Linked DNA regions of Mus musculus: region 1 is linked to region 2. Evidence: chromatin contacts called from public promoter capture Hi-C data. All regions are on one chromosome and are shown on one strand. The core of a region is the stretch at or near the end of the contact, and the rest is flanking DNA. Distances in the headings are between cores, read along the strand shown.

Region 1 (3,533 bases), core at 595-3,094, 180 kb before region 2:
TGTAATTTTAACAGAGACCTATGTTTTGTTTAGATTTTAAGCTAGTGTCTTACATATGAGCTTTGTAATAGGTGTGGATCTGGGTTCCGAGAGCACCCAGTTCCAGATTCTTGTGTCTTAGAGCATTGCACCAGCACATGGTTGCACAGGCCCTTGAGGTCAGTACCCTTTATGGGTTATTTATATAGTATCTGTCTCTCCTGTGACTAGGTAGCACCAGCTCTCCTCGAGTTGGCTCTGTTACATGAAGTGCAGAGAGGAGGGCCATGTTTTCTTTCTCAGACTTTCAGTACTCCCTGGTAGAGCCCCTCCATCTTGGTCATTGGCTAAAGCTCTACACCTTGTGGCAAATGAAGAGCTTAGTCATTGTCTTGTTCCTTTTTGTTTTGTTTTTTGTTTGTTTGGTTTTTGGTTTTTCGAGACAGGGTTTCTCTGTGTAGTCCTGGCTGTCCTGGAACTCACTCTGTAGACCAGGCTGGCCTCAAACTCAGAAATTCACCTGCCTCTGCCTCCCAAGTGCTGGGATTAAAGGCGTGCGCCACCATGCCTGGCTTGTTTGTTTGTTTTCGAGACCGAATCTTAGCCCAGGCTGGCCTGGGACTCACAATGTAGTTGAGGATGGTCTTGACTCCTCATCCTTCTGACTCTACCTCCCAAATTTGGCGGTTACAGATGTGCACCATTCACACCTAGCTGTAAGGGGTGTGTGTGTGTGTGTGTCTTAGCAGGGATGAACTCAGGGCCTTGCACATGCTAGGCAAATATTCTCATACTGACCTAAGGCCTAGCCTCAGTAAGATTTTTTTTTCAAGTTTCATTTATTTATTATATGTAAGTACAATGTAGCTGTCTTCAGAAATACCAGAAGAGGGCATCAGATCTCATTACAGATGGTTGTGAGCCACCATATTGTTGCTGGGATTTGAACTCAGGACCTCCGGAAGAGCAGTCGGCGCTCTTAACCACTGAGCCCTCTCTCCAGCCCCCCTAGTATGTTTTCCCTTTTTAATGTATAAGTAGCATTACCTAGATGGTGCTCAACCCAATGTTCAAGACCAAGCCCCCTTTGCTTACTCCTAGGCTGGACCTTTCCACAGGATTCTAGGAAGTTATGAGCAACCCCCACATTCCCTGAACGTTCCAGGTATTCAAACGAGAAGACATATTTGGCTCCCATTATTATAACAGGAGGTCTGGGTCTTCGAGACTGGGCTTAAAGATAAAAGTGCTTATCTAGCTTATGTGAGACCCCCAATTCCATCCCAACCAACACCTACCCCAGCACTCTGATGAGAGGACGAAGGGAAGTTTTTCAAAAGTGCTGGTGCATGAGTCTTCCAGCCATGCAAGTTCACGATGTATCTGAGGCTAAAGCACACAGCATGCTTTCCTCTTGCCTTAGGGTTTCTATTGCTGTGGTTGAGCACCAAAGCCAGAAAGAATGCAATGAAGATATGACTACTCTGAGGAGAAGAGTTGAGGAGAAGGTTTTTATTGTAGATATGAGGGAGAGCACAGCCAGGGGCATCTGGAAGAGTCCAGAGAAGGGAGAGAAAGAAGTAGACCAGACATGACCAGGAGACTGGACTGGACCATGAGAGAAGTGGAGGATGGGGGGAGGGAGGGAGGGAGGGAGGGAGGGAGAGAGAGAGAGGGAGAGAGAGGGAGAGAGAGAGAGAGAGAGAGAGAGAGAGAGAGAGAGAGAGAGAAGAGGGAACAAAGGAGAAAGGAGTAAGGGAGTGTCAAGAAGCTGAGAGGAGCCAGCTAGACTCTTAAGAGGTGCTGAGATGTGTCAGCTGCTCTTTGGTATGCTAAGAGGCACCACAGTTAGCCATTTGTGCCTCTTGGATCTGGCAAGGAGGAAAGGGTCTATTTCTGCTTATATATCCTGGGTAACAGTCCGTCACTGAGGGGAGTCAGAACTGAACAAGAAGCCGTGCTAGAACGCTGTTTATTGACTTGCTCTTCATGGTTGGTTGATCCTGCTTTTCCATACACTAGAGGACCAGTGGCCCAGGAGTGGTCCTGCTGCCCACAGTGAGCTGGGCCCTCCTACATCAACTGAGGAACCTGCCTGACTCCAGTTTGAAGGCCATTGTGCCGTAATGTTAAAAGTAAGTTTCCATTTACTGTAAAAGACAAGTTGCTGGTTTTAAGTCTGTTTCCTAGAGCCTGACCTGTCTCAACCCATGACCTTCAGTTGTTTTCTGAGTACCCTGACCCTCTCTGACCCGCCCTGACCTCCCCTGATCTCACGAATCACCCTCCTAAATCATACGGAAACCACATGGTGGGTTGTTGTTTTGTTTTTGTTTTAGATTTTTCTGTACTTTCTTATTAGTTCGTTGTCTCTCTTCTGTAAACCTGCTTTGTAACTACTTGTGATTTTACTCCTTAATTGGGACCCAAGAAGAATCATATGATGGCACACGCCTTTAATTCCAGCACTTGGGAGGAGGCAGAGCAAGCATGATCTCTGAAGCCAGACTGGTCTACAGAGCAAGTTTCAGGACAGCCAGGGCTACACAGAGAAAGTCTGCTTCAAAAAACCAAAAGACCAAATCAAAACAAACGAGGGTTGGGGTGGGGAGCTTGTGTGTGTGCAAGAAATGGACTTGAGGCTGTTCCCTTTAACCTGGAAAAAAAAGGCAGTCCCTGGTCAGCCCTTGGCTACATGCCAATAAATTCAAGCTTGCTTCAAATTTGGCTCAAAATTATGGTAGTGATCTTGCTCTTGCCCTGTGGGTTTAACACAACCATTAGAAAATAGACCACAGGCTAGTCTAGTGGAGATGTTTTTCTCAACTGAGTTCCTCTTCTCAAGTGACTCTACCTTGAGTCAAGCTGACGAAGAACTAACCAGGACACCTCCAGCGCTCATCTTAAATGCTGAAGAGACAAGTTTGCTGGACCCCAAACCCCAGGTTTAGAGTTAACTAGGCCAGCGGGTACCTGGGGGTCCCTGTGGCTGAGTATGGCCAAGCCCTTGTTTAAAATGAATCTGGGGCCAGAGAGATGGCTCATCAGATGCCCAGCCTGATGACCTGAGTTGATCCCTGGAAGCCACATGATGGAAGGAGAACTGACTCCTGCAAGTTTTCCCCTGTGTGCACCCATGCACAAAATAATGAATGAACGTAAAAACCAAATTTTTTTTTGTTTTTTTGTTTGCTTGTTTGTTTGTTTTTCGAGACAGGGTTTCTCTGTATAGCCCTGGCTGTCCTGGAACTCACTCTGTAGACCAGGCTGGCCTCGAACTCAGAAATCCACCTGCACCTGCCTCTGCCTCCCAAGTGCTGGGATTAAAGGCATGCACCACTACTCCTGGCCCCTGGCACATTTTCTTATACACCTAGACCACTTGCTCAGGAGTGGCACCGTCCCCAAGGGGTCTGGACCCTCTCACATCAATCATAACTGAGAAAATGTTCTCCCAACCCACCAAGACCTGCCTACAAGCAATCTGATGGAGCATTTTTCCAGTTAAAGTTCTAGTCTAGGTGTGAGGAGGGAGGTTCAGTCATGGCTTCTCA
Region 2 (3,510 bases), core at 575-3,074:
CACAGGGCTCTTGCGCTGGTAGTCAAAAAGGCCAAAGCCATGACTGGTACCAAAGGCCACGAGGCTCCACTCAGCATGGAGTGTGACAGCAGTGACAGCGGCGGGTGGGAGGCACTGTATCAGCATGCGGGGCTGGAATCCGGCAGGCCACGGCAGCAGCCCCGTGTGTGGGTTCAGCCGCTCGTGACCCTTCCACGTGAAGCCCTCGCGATCCTGAAGAAGATCCACGTTGGCCACACTGACGGCATGCTCTGCTGGGACCTCACTGAGCTCCAGCACCAGCACCTGGACACACAGCAGGAGAGAGGCTGAGTGGCCCCAGAACTCACCTACCCAGCAAATGGCCCCTGAATACCTACAATGTACCAAAGCCTTCACTGAGCTGTGGTGACCTCCTAACATGCTGGCCTCTGCCCTCCTGGAGTCTGTAACTCCTTCCTGAGTCTGCCTTCTACTGAGCAATGACTAGACACTAGGCCCCGAGTGCAGTCAGTGCACAGGTACTCTGTTACAGACCCGCTAGGCCCTGCAGTTGCAGAACACATCTGCACAGCTATATTTCTGCTCCCAGCCTCAAGCCTCTGTGCTTCCCCTACCCTTACTCAAGTCATGGCACCCCACACTGTGATGGCACCCCACACTTTGCATCTGTCCTCACCCCTGCCAACCTTCCCTGGTGTTCCGTTCCCACTCTGACCTACCGCCCACATTGGTTGCCCTCTACTTCACCACACCCTACAGGGCCACCTCCTGCAGAAAGCCTCCCCAATAGCCACATCTGGAGACCGCAGGCCAACCACATCTGGAGACTGCAGGCCAACCGCACCTGGCCTGCAGTGCCAGCTACCACCATCTGGGCTGTGTACTTGCAAAGCGCAACCTTCTGGATTCCTAGCCGGGGGTCATCACTGTAGGGATCAAAGCAGCCCACCTGAAGGGATAAGACGGGATGGTGATGCAGTGCAGAGCTATGACCAGCTCAAAGGCCGGCCCTGAGGGGCAGGGGGAGGGAGGAGAGGCACCTTGCGGAAGGGCGGCCAGTCATCCTCCACAGCCTGGGCCAGGCTGTCAGCATGTTCACAGTCCGTCTGGAAGAGGCCAGCTGTGCTCAGTTTGTAGAGTGGCCTTAGCGCCACACCAGAGGCGTCCCAGAACCGCACAGTGCCATCCTCATGGCTGTAGAGAAGGTGAGTGTCAGAGCCTGCCCCGGGAGATCCACGCCCTCTCAATTATTCTTCCAGTGGCCACTACAGGTACCTACTGCACACAGCAGTAAGCACCCACAATGCAGGAAGAATAGGTACTCAGGCTACACACAATCTCATGCCCCGAGAGCCTTCTGAACAGGTTGGAAGGTAAAGGAATGACCACTTTGACAACCAGGAATTGGCAGAGAGGAGCAATGGGTACCCAGAAATCATAGCACATGCCACAAACCCCAGGTCAGGCAAGAAGCCTAAGGGTGCCTTGCAGGTAAGCAATGGAAAGGCTGGGTGTCAAACGAGGAGAAAGTAGGGAGAGGAAGAGGAGGAGACAAAAGTAAGGTGAAGCACTGGGACAAGCTGCAGAGCCCCACTGGGCTCCCAAGTCAGTCAGAAAGGAACTAGAGAACGAGGTGGTTCAGGCTCCCCAGCATCCCTGAGGCTAGAGCCAGCTCCCAACAGGAAAGGGCGAGCTGCCTTGAGAGGCCTGAGGGTCCCAGACAGGCAGGAGGGAGGGCAGGGCAGTTAGTGAGGCCTGAGTCACCAGTGCCCTGACCTAGCCTGGCGTTTCCAGCACCTGACTGGTAGAGTCAGCAGAGGCCAACCCAGATTTTCCAGTCCATGGCAGGCAAGCCAGGTGGGTGGAGCCTGGGCTGGGCTGGGCTGGAACTCAGTCCCAGGCCAAGAGGAAGTGGAGAGGAGGGCTTTGAGCCAGAATCAAGGGAGGCTTCCTAACAGGAACAACTCAGATCGGATTCACTAGGACTGAGACTGAGTCACTGAGCACTTCAGCACCCAAAGAATCTGGGATGCTCAGAAAACAAATAAGGCCTCCTAGGTGCTGGGCCCTGTCTGCCACCCATACCTACCCAGTGAGCAGCAGCCCACGCTGCGAGGGTTCCTGGGCCAAGTTCCGGCCCCCGGTAATGGGCCAACTCTAAGAAAGACAACAAAGACAGGAGCTTAAAGTTAGGCTGAAGGTCTCTCTCTCATCCTGGCCACATGCCTCCCGCATACCCATCTCCCGTCTGGGCTAGACTACACCCTCCACCAGAACAGCTCCCACCTCACCACCCCTCCCGGGACACAAGACACCCACACTCACCAAGGCACTGGAGGCAGGCTGTGGGCTCTGCTGCTCACCAGCACTTACAATGCGGGCCCACAGCTTGCTGGGGACATTGGCAACATGGGCAGAGCAGGTGATAGCTGACGAATGCAGTGGGGCCAGGTAAGGGGCGGGCACAGCTGGCCAGCCTGGTGTCTGCAGGTCCAGCACCACCAGCTCCTCCTCCAGAAGCACGGCTAAGGCCTGGGGGTTGTCACACTCTGTGGAGTTGGGCGAGTGAGCTCAGCTTACAGCCACACTGGGCTAGCTGGGGGTGAGAGAGGTGGGATACTCACCATCCTCTGGCTGTGTGCTGTGCACCGTGAAGAAGTCAATGACACGAGAGGTGAAGTCCAGGGTCACCAGTGTCTCTGCTCGCAGTACACTCACACAGTGGCGGTCACCATAGCTGGCTCGAGGCATGCCACCACTGAAGATGATAAAGTGGTCTCTGCAAGGGGAGGGAGGCTGTGTGAACCAGGAGCTCCGGGAGTGCAGGGCACATGCTGGATAACCCAGTAAGGGCTGCACCCCTATATACCCGGAGCCTAATCCTCTAGTCCCCAGCCAGACAAGCCCCTCCCACACTGCCCCTCTACCTACCCTGACTCACAGCTCCGCCACAGAATCTTGTTGATGGCCTTGCAGGGGAAGGGGCCTGGGGGTGGGGAGAGTGTCAGACCTCCCATTCCTCACCCTTGTGCCTCTCCCCAAGGTACGGCCCATACCCAGCGATGCCCCCCGGAGGCTCCTTCTGTAGATTTGGCTATGTAGTACCCTCAAGGCCAGCTGGCCCCCTAGTCCCCACCCTCAGCTCAAGCCTCCCCAGTGCTCACCGTAGGGTGTGGTCACTACAGTGGGCTGCAGCGTTGGGGGGCTGCCAGTGTCTGTGGACCAGATGGCATAGCTGCCATCACTGTGTGAGCTGATAATGCTGCTGCCATCACGGCCCCAACACAGGCTCTCCAGCTGCTATGGATGAGGATAGGATGGCATGAGCCAGCAGGTGTGGACAAGGGCCTGGAAGAGGAGCATTCGGGCCTCGTTTGCTTACCTGGTTACCTAGGAAAACGTTGTCCACAGACTGTGTGGCCTGGCTCCAGATGACCAGTAAACCCCGACTGTAGCCTATGAGGATCTTGCTGGGGTCTTGCAGATGTCCCTGGAGTGACTCCACAGGGCCCAAGGCCTTTCCACACC

The links. Capture Hi-C pulls out chosen DNA fragments and counts their contacts.
Region 1: a contact with region 2 is called in a promoter capture Hi-C map of adipose tissue. The contact joins two enhancer-like sites. A contact is called at or near these places in 1 of 39 promoter capture datasets (macrophages), 9 of 484 Hi-C or Micro-C datasets (B cells, LSK cells, the N1E-115 cell line and 6 more), 5 of 115 datasets of contacts at active chromatin or transcription factors (the HPC-7 cell line, bone marrow-derived macrophages, fibro-adipogenic progenitors and 1 more) and 4 of 9 other capture datasets (adipose tissue, liver, macrophages and 1 more).

Annotation. Positions count from the first base shown.
Region 1 is chr11:60,889,187-60,892,719 of GRCm38.p6, reverse strand. No RefSeq gene overlaps it. Among named protein-coding and RNA genes, the nearest start is that of Gm26534, 6.8 kb to the right of the region's middle. Within about 2 kb of position 1,844, at least 6 of the 459 cell types and tissues checked have an H3K27ac peak or open chromatin away from gene starts, as enhancers often do. A contact at or near this core is called in adipose tissue, where this site is marked.
Region 2 is chr11:60,706,210-60,709,719 of GRCm38.p6, reverse strand. Llgl1 (LLGL1 scribble cell polarity complex component) reads right to left here. Exons shown (of 21, transcript NM_001159404.2): 6 at 3,365-3,510; 7 at 3,147-3,282; 8 at 2,914-2,968; 9 at 2,607-2,761; 10 at 2,308-2,531; 11 at 2,072-2,139; 12 at 1,023-1,176; 13 at 827-931; 14 at 1-285. Among named protein-coding and RNA genes, the nearest start is that of Llgl1, 8.3 kb to the right of the region's middle. Within about 2 kb of position 1,824, at least 133 of the 459 cell types and tissues checked have an H3K27ac peak or open chromatin away from gene starts, as enhancers often do. A contact at or near this core is called in adipose tissue, where this site is marked.